Linked DNA regions of Oncorhynchus mykiss: region 2 is linked to region 1. The links are chromatin contacts, called in public Hi-C maps. All regions are on one chromosome and are shown on one strand. The core of a region is the stretch at or near the end of the contact, and the rest is flanking DNA. Distances in the headings are between cores, read along the strand shown. Region 1 holds the start of lipe1 (hormone-sensitive lipase subtype 1). Region 2 holds the start of abca5 (ATP-binding cassette sub-family A member 5).

Evidence for each region. A called contact is a pair of places that touch in the nucleus more often than the background predicts.
Region 2: a contact with region 1 is called in a Hi-C map of liver, with 2.6 times the contacts expected there. The contact joins the promoter of abca5 here to the promoter of lipe1 in region 1. A contact is called at or near these places in 2 of 3 Hi-C or Micro-C datasets (blood and liver).

The regions. Positions count from the first base shown.
Region 1 is chr23:41,041,269-41,048,772 of USDA_OmykA_1.1, reverse strand. It overlaps lipe1 (hormone-sensitive lipase subtype 1), which reads left to right and starts at 4,689. Exons shown (of 12, transcript NM_001197209.1): 1 at 4,689-4,708; 2 at 7,185-7,264.
Region 2 is chr23:41,177,348-41,184,851 of USDA_OmykA_1.1, reverse strand. It overlaps abca5 (ATP-binding cassette sub-family A member 5), which reads left to right and starts at 4,485. Exons shown (of 37, transcript XM_021581043.2): 1 at 4,485-4,836. The coding sequence starts at 4,824.

The DNA of each region.
Region 1 (7,504 bases), core at 3,440-5,939:
TTTTGCTTCCCTTTCCCAGATCTGTGACTCAACACAATCCTGTCTCGGAGCTCTACAGACAATTCCTTCGACCTCATGGCTTGGTTTTTCCTCTGACATGCACGGTCAACTGTGCGACCTTATATAGACAGGTGTGTGCCTTTCCAAATCACGTCCAATTGAATTTACCACAGGTGGACTCAAATCAAGTTATAGAAACATCTCAAGGATGATCAATGGAAACAGGATGCACATGAGCTCAATTTTGAGTCTCATAGCAAAGGGTCTGAATACTTATGTAATTAAGGTATTTATGTTTATTTTTAATACATTTACAAAATTGCAATAAAACCTGTTTTCGCTTTGTCATTATGGGGAATTGTGTGTAGATTGACAAGGGATTTTTTTTATTTAATCCATTTTAAAATAAGGCTGTAATGTAATAATATGGAAAAAGTCAAGGGGTCTGAATACTTTCCGAATGCATTGTATTTACTACTGTGATGTGGTTCCAATTTAAAGGAGAGATGGGACGATTGGTATCCTTGTTGTAGGCCTATGCTACCTCATGAGTATGAAACATCACAGAAAAGGTGAGGAATTTATTATGCAATGATCATATAAATTAAACAAAAAATAGCCTAGAAAATGCTTACTTCTAATTATTTTAAAATGCAAAGATAATATATTTAGTTTCTCTCATCACTATTGGCAGATGCCAGCAGCATACCACTCTGCCAGGAGCATACGACCTATCCCATTACTGACTTGCCACTGACTCTATGCAGGGTTGGTCCTTGTCATCCCTAAATGGGAGACCAGATGCTGCAGGAAGTGGTGTTGGAGGGCCAGTAGCAGGCTCTTTCTTTCCTCTGATCTAAAAAAAAAAAAATGCCTCAGGGCAGTGATTGGGGACATTACCCTCTGTAGAGTACGTCTATTGGATGGGACGTTAAACAGGTGTCCTGACTCTGTTCACTAAAGATCCAATGGCGTTTATCATAAAAGTATGGGTTTTAACCCCGTGTCCTGGCTAAATTCCCAAATCTGGCCATCATAGGCACCCAATCATCCCCAGCTTCCAATTGGCTCATTAATCCCCCCTCCTCTCCCCTGTAACTATTCCCCGGTCGTTGCTGTAAATGGGAAGTGTTCTCAGTCAATTTACCTAGTAAAATTGGGGATAAAAAAAGATAGCATCTTGTTATTAATCTGTTTATTCTTATGAATAAGCTTTTCTATCATACCACCCATGTGCACAAATGACTAATCTACTTGCAATGCTTCAACCACTAGAAGTTGTGCGTACACATGGTCTAAAGTTTACGGGAAGGTGAGTACATTTTCACGTCAAGTTCAGTTTTTGTAAATGCCCACTTTTGCGTGAAAACTGGCACACGCATGTTTTGGTCTATTTTTGTATTTATACACGATTTATTAATGAGGCCCCTTCTGCCAGGAGATTAATACTTCTACTTGTCCTGACATGGTTTTGAAACCTGTTCGGAAGTCTTGCTCCCATACGTGTGCTGTGTCAAAGGCATACCTGGCTCCACAAGGGGGTAAAAGAGTGCTTAACCCCCTAATTTGAAACCTTTGGGGGGCTTTGGAAAGCCACTGGGGCTGTTAGGTATGAATCCTTTGGTCTTCCATAAAAAGCGGGGGGGAAACGGTTCTCTGTGGTAGGCGAAGTGAATAACAACATACGCCTCTGCCTGTAATATTTGTTTTTGGGCGGGGTCAATTTTACAATTAGAGCTGCTTCACTCAACTCTGCCTCACACCACTACAGAGCTAGCTTCTTAGCTAGCAGTAAAAAGCGTTAGTGTTATTAGCCTTAGCCTATTTAGCTAGCAGGAACCAGCTAATCTGCCACTGCCATGATGGATATCAGAAATTGGCCTTGCCACAGTACCCAAACAAAGCCAAAGAAGAGCATTGAGTAGCAACAGCATCAAACCACTGAGGCTGTCACAAAGCCCAGCAGCAATGATGCTGCTGAGCTCTAGCTAGCTCCGCGTGCAGAGCGGTCACCCTCTTCCACAAGTGCTGCCAGAATAATGGCTGCACAGCCCCCTCCACCTATGGCTGTTCCTTATGATCTTGGAAAATAGGAGCCAGCCTCTAGAATCCTACCCTAGTCCCAGGTTTCCTGTCCAAAAACGTTCATTTAATAGCAATTGGTTCAGAGGAAGAGAGTGGCTGGAGTACTCGGTTACTGAAAATGCTGCATTTTGTATCCCATGTCGAAACACTTTTTAATGATGGGTAGCTGGCAAGAAATCACATGTATTTGTCGGCGATTGTGGACATTATTGAGTTACTTGTTTCAAACCAGCAACCACTGAAGTGGACATTGGACATGAGAGTCGGTGGGGGAGGGGGGCAGTGGACTTTTCCTGTATGACGGAATACACTTTCCGAAAAGACAAGGAACTTGCCAAGGGGTTTAGCACCATACCCCACAGTGCCACATACATGTCACGCGATATTCAAAATGAAATCATAGGGCTCATTGGTGAGATTGTCACTGAGGAAGCTACATGCGAAAAGTACTTTGACACACGTGTTCAGTCAGCACAGAAGAAGCATACTACACCCGAGGATAGCTCAACTAATCCAACTGGGGGGGTTCTTACAAGAAGATTTTTGGGGAGAATGGAATGATCGATTCCTCAGGAAGTTCCACAGAGCATCAAGGAGGCTTCAACTGAAGGGTAAGAAACAATCTAGCTGGTTGTTTTTCATAAAGAATCTTGCTTTAGTGTATAGGGCGCTGTCAAAAGCACGTTCACTTTTATGTTTGTGGTACAGCGTGATATAAGCAGAATTCAATATGATTCCAATGCAAGAACCCAAATGATGCCCCTGGGTATAGTAGCTACAGTACATATCAGTAAGTTTCATCATAGAAATCGATACATTCCATTATGGTTTTCTTGGTAGCCTATTGGTTTTCGTGGTTGTAAATGGAACCGTACATATTGGAAATGTGTTTAAGGTAGGTTGGCATTGCTTAATTGATTACGTGGGTCAAATTTGATTCACAGAAGTATATTGCGCCATATCACAACTTGTTATAGGACTATTTATTTGGCAAGACAGCTGTGCATGGCTGCATTGCACTGTAGTAGGCTTTAGGCTATTTGGATCTCCATTCACCTTTTGTTTAATGTGTTTGTTGACTGTTAATGTAACTAGCCTAGATATAGATTGTTGATCTGATATTTAGTTTACTCGGCCTACTACTGTACTTGGTACCGCTGTTTTGTTCTCATTCATTCATTTGGTAGAGCAAGGCCGTTTTAGTAATGAATATAGGCTACAAGATATAGTAGATAGGCTGTTTGCAGTAGGGTAATTCACCTATGTGAATTCAGCCTTACACACAGCTGTCTTGCCAAAATAATGCAAACTAAATGCTGTAAGTAGTAGCCTAGTTATTCATGTATGGAAACAAAAATACTGAATAGCATTTTGGTGTAGGTTGCTGTCTATTGTACTGATACAGCGCAGCGGTGATAGGCTACATATTTCGCACCAACCTGACTGTCACTTCAAAAGCACTCAATGATCTCAGTCTCTGCATTTTAACTTTGTTTATTGTGATATAACTTGATATAAGCCGAATTCAATATAATCCCAATGCAAGAACCCCTCAATTGTGCCCCTTTGCCGATTTCAACTCTCCCCTCGCTTTATCCTGCCGCACCCTTAGCCACTTTATTCTGGCGCACCCTTAGCCACTTTATTCTGGCGCCGGGTCTGGTCAAAGGACCCTTTGATAGTAAATAAAATAGATTTCATAGCTTTCATTGGAAAGGTTATGAACATGACTCGGATTGTGAAAAGAAGAAATGCCATGTTGAAGATTATTGTGGATATGGCAACAGAGTTATTAGTGGCAACAGATGTTAACAGAATGTAGCAGCAAGCTAGCAGCATACCACCCTGCACCCTACTGCTGGCTTGCTTCTGAAGATGGTTGGTCCTGGTCAGTCCCTGGATGGGAGACCAGATGCTGCTGGAAGTGGTGTTGTAGGGCCAGTAGGAGGCACCCTTTCCTCTGGTCTAAAACAAATATCCCAATGCCCCAGTGCAGAGATTGGGGACATTGCCTTGTGTAGGGTGCCGTCTTTAGGATGGGATGTTAAGCGGATGTCCTGACTCTCTGGTCACTAAAGATCCCATGGCACTTATTGTAAGAGTAGGGTGTTAACCCTGGTGTCCTGGCCAAATTTCCCAATCTGTCCTTCATACCATCATGGCCACCTAATCATCCCCAGTTTACAATTGGCTAATTCCTCCTCTCTCCTGTAACTATTCCCCAGGTCGTTGCTGTAAATAATGTGTTCTCAGTCAACTTACCTGGTTAAATAAATATGTTACTGGCCACATGATTTTTTAAATGATGAGTAATCCTAAGGATGGATTGTCTCAACATTACAGAGCAAAAGTTTGAAAAGGTTTGATGTGTTTTGGGGACGGGAGGGTTTGTCAGAAGTTAATATGGGTTTTTGTAGTATAGAATTATACAAACCATGATCAATCGCACACTCCAGCACAGTAGTTGGCGGCATGCATGCACCTTAAACGTGTGTGCGGACGGCCATTATACCATAGAAGAAGAAACAATGAAGCCAAATATTTTTTTTAAACGAATTGAACGCACCCCCAATCGGTGGGGCGAAACAGAAACTGTCAGCTGAAGAATAGAGGATGCGTGTTGGTAAGTTTGTAGGCTGTACAATGCAAGGCTTTCCATATTTGATCATACTGTACACTAACTTTTCTCGTAAACATAGGTCGCACGTTTATTGCAAGTGTTCGTTTGAAGTCACTTGTTTAATTGTCGTTCGTCCGTCACAATTTTTTGCCAGTCTTGGGCGGCCAAATTCAATGTCGTAGAAAAAAACTATATACACTAGGACACTTCAACTGATGACTATCCTGGAGATAAAAAAATGTAATAACACTGTTTGCGTAAATCTGACATGTATTGACGGGACAAACAATATTAGCTTACGTTTCGGTACGAATCGCCTTAATCAGAGCCTCTGAAATGTGTTTCTTCCTTCAATCAATCGATCAGATTTACGCCGCAACCGATTGCTCCTTGTTTTTATTCTCCCGGATAATCTTCAATAGAAGTGTTCTGGGGTTAATTCATTTTGGGGGGATTTTAAAGTCCCATCAGTCAAGCACCAGCTGATTCCCTTTTTGTTTCAACTGGGCAGGGCTGAAGCTTGGGTAGGTTATACTTTTTTCCAAAGTTCTATGTCGTGTTTGAAAGTGCAATTTTTTTTAACTATATGGATTTACATGTGGTTACCATCGGGAAAGATGATATCGCGGCTACCAGTGTCCCAGTTTAGAGTTTATATATTGGGAAGAGTGGATTTGGTCAGTTTAGAGTGGAGTTGTTTATTTGTCGATGTGTGGTGACGTCATCAAGCAGCTGGTTAGGTTCTGAGCGCTGGGGAGTCTTGAGTAATTAGATGAAAGGTGACTTGTTTTTTACATTTTGTATCTTTATTTAACTAGGCAAGTTAAGAACAAATGCTAATTTACAATCATTGCCTACACCGGACGACGCTGGGCCAATTGTGCGCACAATGGGACTCCCAATCACGACCGGTTGGGATAGAGCCTGGAATCGAACCAGGGTCTGTAGTGACTCCTTTAGCACTGATATGCAGTGCTAAAGGAGTCACTAGGATCAGTACTCTGGGAATCTGGTAGTTTGAGCGGGTGAAGGACGCACCGACAATGGCTGTTCTGTTCTCCATACACCTGTCAGATGTCAGTAAATGTTGGTCGTGCATATTGTTGTATGGCGAAGAGGAAATTAACAACACGCACCTTGCGGACTGCGGTGATAGAATACAGATTGGTGGAACTGTGGAGAGAACCCAATGCCTTTTCAATGGGCGAGTTCGTTTTACATGGCCCGGTGCCCCGGTTTAGTGGATTTGTTGTTTTAGACCGTTTCAAGTGCAAAACGAACTGTACCAATATTACATCTGCTTCCCTACCATGACAAAAAAACAAAAGGTAATACAATTATTATTATTGCATATTGCGTCTATATTCTGGGCCTCCGTCTCTTTAAAACAAATATTTCTACACCGAAAGTGCACACTAATAAAGCAGCTCACTGTTTGTGTGTCGGATTTTTTTTCCTACGACAACCGAGAAACGCAGGGTATGATCAACTAGGGAATCATCGTAATATGTGAGCACCCACGTCCTGGGGTTGAGGATGGACGGAAATATTTGGGAGCACGTCCGTAAGTCGTGTAGTGTTTTAACGATGCATACTTCCTACAACGGCCGAATATGACGGCTAACATACGTTTCCCAAAACACCACAAAGAGAGAACGTTCGCTATGCATTAGTAACTTGGGCTAGGATCAGTACGACAGGACTCGCGGGTCAAAGGATGCACCGATGATGGCTGTTCCGTTCTCCAGAACCCTGTCTGATGCACTAGTGTTCAACTGCAATTCCGGGGTTCCTGCATGAACACCCCATTGGCCCCCCTCCCCCTCTAGCACTATCTTCATGCTTGTGACACTTTTTAAAATTTTAAATCCATGTTTTGTATCGAGTGACAAATACATTTTGCATGTGTGTCAATCTTTGTTTTGGTCGCACTGTGTGACGCGCGTCAACTACGTCTACACGTGGCCGCGTCGCATAGAAACGACTAGTTCCTGCAAAGATGCTGGAAAATGCTAGATGCGGGGCAGCAAGGGTGCGTTCGTAAATTTACTCTGGCCATCTACACCGATTTCAGAAGACACTCATCTGAGTGTGCCAGAGCGAAGAATAACTGACGAATTTACGAACGCTCAACACCCGTTGAATATGGCAAAAAAAAAAAAAAGTTTCGGCAAAAACGCGTAATTTAAATTGTTGACAGCAGCATAGTGACAGTCACCAGCGCTCTGGATAACATGAACAGCCTAACCAGCTCTGCTAGTATGTCTGGAAGTAGCTAGCCAACGTTACCGTGGATGCTTGACTGCCGTTGTGAGGTCAGAACGCTCGTATAAACCCTTCTCCCCGATTAGAGCGACCCCAGAGCGCACCTCTGGCAATCCAGATTGAATTTACGAACACACCCTAAAATGGCTAGGAACCTCCTCGTGACGTACAAAACATGAATTTAATAAAAAAAATATTTTCTGTTTTTTTGTAGAACCCCCTGCAACTGGATACTGACATTTTATAAGGCACCCTTTCCCCGAATCAAGAACGAAGACGTTGTCGCAAGAGCAGGTTAGTTGAATAATCAATTTCAACGTTTTGTATAAGCTAACGTTAACCTGTAATGGAAACATGGTTATTACATATCTGGCGTACAAGCATATAAACTTGTCAGTCATATATACCGGAACAAGGTTGGTTTGATTTGTTGATTCTTAGTAGCCTAGTCTTCTATTGACTAGGCCTATAAATTAAGGCTTTAGGACAATATTTAGTGTACATTTTGATAAATGTTGTCAACAGCCTTTTTTA
Region 2 (7,504 bases), core at 3,236-5,735, 140 kb before region 1:
ACCTCTCCCTCAATGTGAGAAAGACAAAGGAGCTGATGATAGGCTGAGAGAAATTCATGATAAAAAGATTGTGGGAGCTATTTTGTTAGACTTTAGTGTGGCTTTTGACATCGATCATAGTCTGCTGCTGGAAAAACGTGTCATGGCTTTACAGCCCCTACTATATTGTGGATAAAGAGTTACCTGTCTAACAGAACACACATTGTAATATTGTTGTATGGTGGTTTTATACATTTTGTATTGTAGATATGTAGTGGTGTAATAATGTTATGATATACTCTTTTATCTTTTGTTTTATGTGTGATAAGTAGTTGCTGCCTTAGCAGAAGCTAATGGGGATCGATAATAAATACAAATACAAATTATATTATTTACAAAGACTATACAATTTTTAAACATTTATTTTAACATATTTTTGTATCAATTATTATTTTTCTGGTGGATTAAACTGAAATTGCAACCAGCTTTCTATGGCTTGTTTTAAAAAATATGAATATTTCTGAGATTATTTAATTTTTAAATGACCGAAAGTGAGAGGTTGTAATCTGAATTAATGGAAAGGGCTATTTTTGAACAGAGGGTAAGCCATTCCTAATAATCTGTTGCAGAACCAGTTCGGATTCAAGTATAACTTGTATGACTGAAGCCTTTAGTCAAATCAAACTTTATTGCCACATGCGCTGAATACAACAAGTGTAGACTTTACCGTGAAATGCTTACTTACAAGCCCTTAACCAACAGTACAGTTCAAGAAGAAGAAAATATTTACCAAGTAGGCTAAAATAAAAAAGTAATAAAAAGTAACACAATAAGAATAACGAGGCTATATACAGGGAGCACCGGTACCGAGTCCATGTGCAGGGGTACAGGCTAGTTGAAGACTATGCGTAGGTAACAAACAAACAGCGAGTAGCAGCAGTGTACAAAAGGGAGGGGGTGCCAATGTAAATTGTGCAGTGCAATTTTTCTGAATTGTTCAGCAGTCTAATGGCTTGGGGGTAGAAGCGGTTGAGGAGCCTCTTGGTCCTAGACTTGCCACTCTGGTATCACTTGCCGTGTGGTAGCAGAGGAAACAGTCTATAACTTGGGTGACCGGAGTCTCTGACAATTTTATGGGCTTTCCTCTGACACCGCCTATTATATAGGTCTTGGATGGCAGGAAGCTTAGCCCCAGTGATGTACTGGGCCGTACACACTACCCTCTGTAGCGCCTTACGGTCAGATGCCGAGCAGTTGCCATACCAGGTGGTGACACAACCGGTCAGGATGCTCTCAATGCAGATATCAATATTGCAGATTTATTGTTGGATCTGATTTTACTAGCTAACATTTCCATGGACAAACTTGTTTTACTACTCTTTTACAGTTGAATACTTTCTGAGATGTAGACATGATTTACTATTTTACACCTGGGGTTACTATACATTCTGTAACTTTAACCCATTGCATAAGAGATTCTCCTAAATTAAAATAGTCCATGCATTTATGTATACATTATAGTTGTTCTTTATCAAAGGCCTGGTTCTATTGTTTTCAGTTAGAGTCTTATATTATCTCCAATGTATCTCCTATGTAAAAAATCTGATTAGGATGAATAATATTTGACAACACCTTTTTAATTCTAAGTGCTATACATTTTGCTAAAATGTTGGCATCACAACACTGAAGTGTAAGGGTTCTCCATTTTTATAGGAGTGGTTAAAACATGTTAATAATGGACATTTGAGTACATCTAAAAACCTTTTGCCACATTTCAGGCTTCAAACATAAAGATATAAAACTGTATTTTTTTGTGAAGAATCAACAACAAGTGGGACAATCATGAAGTGGAACGACATTTATTGGATATTTCAAACTATTTTAACGAATCAAAAACTGAAAAATTGGGCGTGCAAAATTATTCAGCCCCCTTAAGTTAATACTTTGTAGCGCCACCTTTTGCTGCGATTACAGCTGTAAGTCGCTTGGGGTATGTCTCTATCAGTTTTGCACATCGAGAGACTGAAATTTTTTCTCATTCCTCCTTGCAAAACAGCTCGAGCTCAGTGAGGTTGGATGGAGAGCATTTGTGAACAGCAGTTTTCAGTTCTTTCCACAGATTCTCGATTGGATTCAGGTCTGGACTTTGACTTGGCCATTCTAACACCTGGATATGTTTATTTTTGAACCATTCCATTGTAGATTTTGCTTTATGTTTTGGATCATTGTCTTGTTGGAAGACAAATCTCCGTCCCAGTCTCAGTTCTTTTGCAGACTCCATCAGGTTTTCTTCCAGAATGGTCCTGTATTTGGCTCCATCCATCTTCCCATCAATTTTAACCATCTTCCCTGTCCCTGCTGAAGAAAAGCAGGCCCAAACCATGATGCTGCCACCACCATGTTTGACAGTGGGGATGGTGTGTTCAGGGTGATGAGCTGTGTTGCTTTTACGCCAAACATAACGTTTTGCATTGTTGCCAAAAAATTCCATTTTGGTTTCATCTGACCAGAGCACCTTCTTCCACATGTTTGGTGTGTCTCCCAGGTGGCTTGTGGCAAACTTTAAACAACACTTTTTACGGATATCTTTAAGAAATGGCTTTCTTCTTGCCACTCTTCCATAAAGGCCAGATTTGTGCAATATACAACTGATTGTTGTCCTATGGACAGAGTCTCCCACCTCAGCTGTAGATCTCTGCAGTTCATCCAGAGTGATCATGGGCCTCTTGGCTGCATCTCTGATCAGTCTTCTCCTTGTATGAGCTGAAAGTTTAGAGGGACGGCCAGGTCTTGGTAGATTTACAGTGGTCTGATACTCCTTCCATTTCAATATTATCGCTTGCACAGTGCTCCTTGGGATGTTTAAAGCTTGGGAAATGTTTTTGTATCCAAATCCGGCTTTAAACTTCTTCACAACAGTATCTCGGACCTGCCTGGTGTGTTCCTTGTTCTTCATGATGCTCTCTGCGCTTTTAACGGACCTCTGAGACTATCACAGTGCAGGTGCATTTATACGGAGACTTGATTACACACAGGTGGATTGTATTTATCATCATTAGTCATTTAGGTCAACATTGGATCATTCAGAGATCCTCACTGAACTTCTGGAGAGAGTTTGCTGCACTGAAAGTAAAGGGGCTGAATAATTTTGCACGCCCAATTTTTCAGTTTTTGATTTGTTAAAAAAGTTTGAAATATCCAATAAATGTCGTTCCACTTCATGATTGTGTCCCACTTGTTGTTGATTCTTCACAAAAAAATACAGTTTTATATCTTTATGTTTGAAGCCTGAAATGTGGCAAAAGGTCGCAAAGTTCAAATACTTTCGCAAGGCACTGTACATCTAGAAATTCACCCTCTGTATTCAGGCCTTCACACGACTCTTTCTTTACCTCTGTTAATTTTACACTACTAATAGAAAAAAAATCCTCACAATTAACTTCAGTTAGTAGAGATGGACTAGACTGAAATGAAACATATGCTTAAAGTACTTTGCTTCCTCTCAAAATATTGTTTGGTGAATCATGGATGACACCGTCATTTTTAACAAGTTTCTGTATATTATTTTTGGTAGGATTTCTATGTTGAAGATTAAAAAATAATTTGGTGCATTTTTCCCAATATTCCATCCAATTTGCTTTATTTTGTTAATATATTACACTTGATCTTTCTTGAATAAGCAACTCCATTTCTTCGTTTTTCTTCTAATTTCTTCTGTTCATGAAAATAAAAATGTGGTTTTGGTATTAATTTAAGGTTAGGGTTATGCTTAGTAGTGTGTTTAAGGTTATTGTTAGGTTTAAAATTACATTTTAAGAAGAGAAATTGTAGAAATCGGCGGGGTTTATAACGTTCTGTTTGTGGTAACTAACGACGACCCTGAACTGGAACTGTTGTCTGCGCATGCGTAAATGCTGTTTTGCCGAAATTTAGACTATCCGGTTAAGTGAAAGAAAATGTTATATTTGGTTAGCAGCTTTTTGACTTGTAATTTCAAACGTGTCATTCCAGACATCATTGCTGTAGTTTAACAGCGGAATGAAGCATATTCTCTCAGCGAAACAATCAGAAAGTAGTGGGTACAATATTACCCAGCATTCCCTTCGCCCGTGTATATGGAAACGGTATTTGATCATTTACTGAAATTCCACCAAAACCACATAAAGCTACATTAAATTCCCTACTGGACCATATTATTGTGCACGGACTCAACATGCAATATTTTTATTGTAGGTTTACCCAATGTGCGTTCAGTATTTTTGTCTACATAAAGAAACTTCTTGATGAGTAACTATAGAGCCATAGTGTTGCTGAAATTGCTACCCTATCCCCACTGTCGGTCTTGGTTGGCACCGAGTTTTTATCTCAGTCTATGCAATACATTTACGAACGGACAAGCTGACTGCGCTATGAATTTACCAGCCGCCCAGAGCACAATACAGCTTCAATGACTCTTGATTGGTCAACGTCACACTCTGTGGTCCCGCATTCGATGGCAGAGACGAAGTACGACAGAAAACACCATTTCTAGTAGTTACCATAGCCATAAAGTCAATTTTGACAATATCGTAAAAAATCATGAAAACAAAAATTTGCTTTTTGGTCTTAATTTAGGGTTATGCATAAGGTTAGCAGTGTGGTTATGGTTAGGCTTAAGGTTAGTGTTAGGTTTAAAATATCATTTTAAGAAGATAGATTGTAGAAATAGGCGGGGTGTATGACTTTGTGACTGTTGTAACTAGTAACGACCAGGAACGGCGATTTTGGTTTGTTTACATAAAACGGACCTAAACCTAGAGCACAAGGGCCACAAAGGAACAAATTAGACAAAAAGACATGTCTTAATGTATTTCATACGTGAGTAGCTAAAACGTTTATATTTTATTTAATTGCAGAGCTATTTTTGTGTTAGCATTCTTTCCTTTCTAGCATCACTCCTTGTGCGCTCAGTTAGCTCACTACGATACGCGTTAAACGTTAGCTACATAAAAACCGACCTGAATTTATTTTAAATTGCGATATTTGTGTCTATCCACTACATAATATTTCGTCTTATATCTAACATTCCACTTGTCTGGTATTGCTAACTTATCTTCGCTATCTAACATAAACTGTAGTTAGTCGGTAACGTTAGTTAGCTAGGTAGCTAGCAACTGTAGCTAGCTAGCTAACGTGTACAACAGGGTTATTTATTGATCCATGGCCACAGCTCGGTTGGCGTTTTTCCTCATGTTGCATGTTGTATAAATCATTGAACTCTGTGTTATACGAACGTTGTAGAATAATATGCCGATTCCACACCAGCGGGAGCGGAAAATATTTTTGGTATGTCATTGTTCTGGCAATTCTCAAAAACTTCATTGTTCATGCTTTTTACATTTGTATCACAAACCATTTTTGAGAAAATCATTATTAAAGTGTTCATTTTTAGACCTATATGCCTCCTGTAAGACCCTATAATCGGTGAACAATAACGCTCAGTTGCGGTCAGTGCCATTTAAGATGAGGGAAGACGATGTTTTTTCATGAGCATGACCTTATTTTTATTAAAGCATATTGGATGACTGTCATCCATATTCCATTCACCCTGTTCAATGTAACAGCGATAGGTTTAGACTACTACATGATACTAACATTTTCCCTATACCTATCATGAGGTTGCTACAACCTAGCCTATGAATTAAAATTTACAACGTAGGCGCACAGGTCTAGAGACAAATTTGAAGTGACAGCCCTTGACATATGGACTGATGGTGACATTCAGTACCACCTTGCACACTCTTGCCTGCATCAAGCTGATATAGGGTGTAATCATTAGTCCAACAGTTGCAAACGATTGGACAAATTCAGGCAATTTTTTTTTTATCCCTGTTTTGTTCCGTTTGCATCCGTTTAAGAAACATTTTTCAATAGAATCAGAATCAGTGCCGAATACAACAGGTCTGTAGACCTTACAGTGAAATGTTTACTAACGAGCCCCTAACCAACAATGCAGTTTAAAATAATAAGAAAGAAAAGTATCAAGTAATTAAAGAGCAGCAGTAATCGCAAGCAGTGATCACGTGTAAACACTGTTCACTTTCATAGCAGCCATGTTCTATTCTTTTTATCTATGCACTCTCCTCCTCTCACCTCTTCACTGGTGGATGCACAACACATCAGCTGTATGTGACCAGGCGAAAAAACCTTTCCAAGCCAAACCGCTGCACACAGCCTCCATTGTTCTCACAATATTTGCTAAAGTAACGTCATAGTCAGCATAGCTAACAGAACTAACAAGTTAGTAAACCCTCTACAATCATGCAGTTACATTAGTGTACAGTCAGTAAGCAGTTACACCGGTGGGCCCTGGTGGCAATAAATTGGTCAAACCAAAAGCTTACCTTGACTTGAAAGAGTTTCAGTGTTGTGTTGGATAGTCATAGCCAGCTAGCTAACATAGCATCCCTCTGTTTGAGCAGGCTAAACTAGCTGTGAAACTGAAAGTGAAAAAAATTGCTCTTCTCCTTCACAAATTAATTTAACTGTTCAACTATTGTCTCTTTTTTTTTTATATATATATTTTTTTACCTTTATTTTACTAGGCAAGTCAGTTAAGAACAAATTCTTATTTTCAATGACGGCCTAGGAACAGTGGGTTAACTGCCTGTTCAGGGGCAGAACGACAGATTTTGTACCTTGTCAGCTCGGGGATTTGAACTTGCAACCTTTCGGTTATGCTCTAACCACTAGGCTACCCTGCCGCCCTCTGAGTCAACTACTGATTGAGCTACTGACTGATCTGATTCTTTGATTGGGTGGACAACGTGTCAGTCCATGCTGCAAGAGCTCTGATAGGTTGGAGGATGTCCTCCGGAAGTTGTCATAATTACTGTGTAAGTCTATGGAAGGGGGTGAGAACCATGAGCCTCCTAGGTTTTGTAGTGAAGTCAATGTACCCAGAGGAAGACGGAAGATAGCTTTCTTCCAGCTATACCATGGTGCTACCCTACAGATGCTGTGGAGGCTAATGTAGACCTTTGCAAAATGAGGATGGTCCTCCCCTTCCTCTGAGGTGCCTCCACTGATAACGTTACATGATACAGACAGCATGTTGGTGTCATTCCATTATAGCTACTCCTTAGTGTGCTCTAAAATGTGGCCATCGACTCGATTCGGTCTTATGTAGCAGCATTTGAAATTGTGTTTTTACGTAGGATAAAAGTAGATTGTTTCTCAATGGGAAAGTAATTCTGCTTTAAAAGTTGATATAATTTTTTAACACCACATTTGAGAAAATGGCCCATGAATGTTTTGGTACACCTACTGGAGAACTCTTCCTTGTCTACACCCATTCAGCATCGTTCACACCCTCTTAAGCCTTACTTGCTGACCAAACCGGACACATCGCGTGCGCGAGCGTCACAAAATACATTTAGAAATCCATGTTATTCAATTATTGCACCCTCACTGCTCGCGTGCACCAACGAGCGTCTACAATGCCAGGAGCTAAAATAGAACTCCTTTCTATTTCTGACGCAGATTG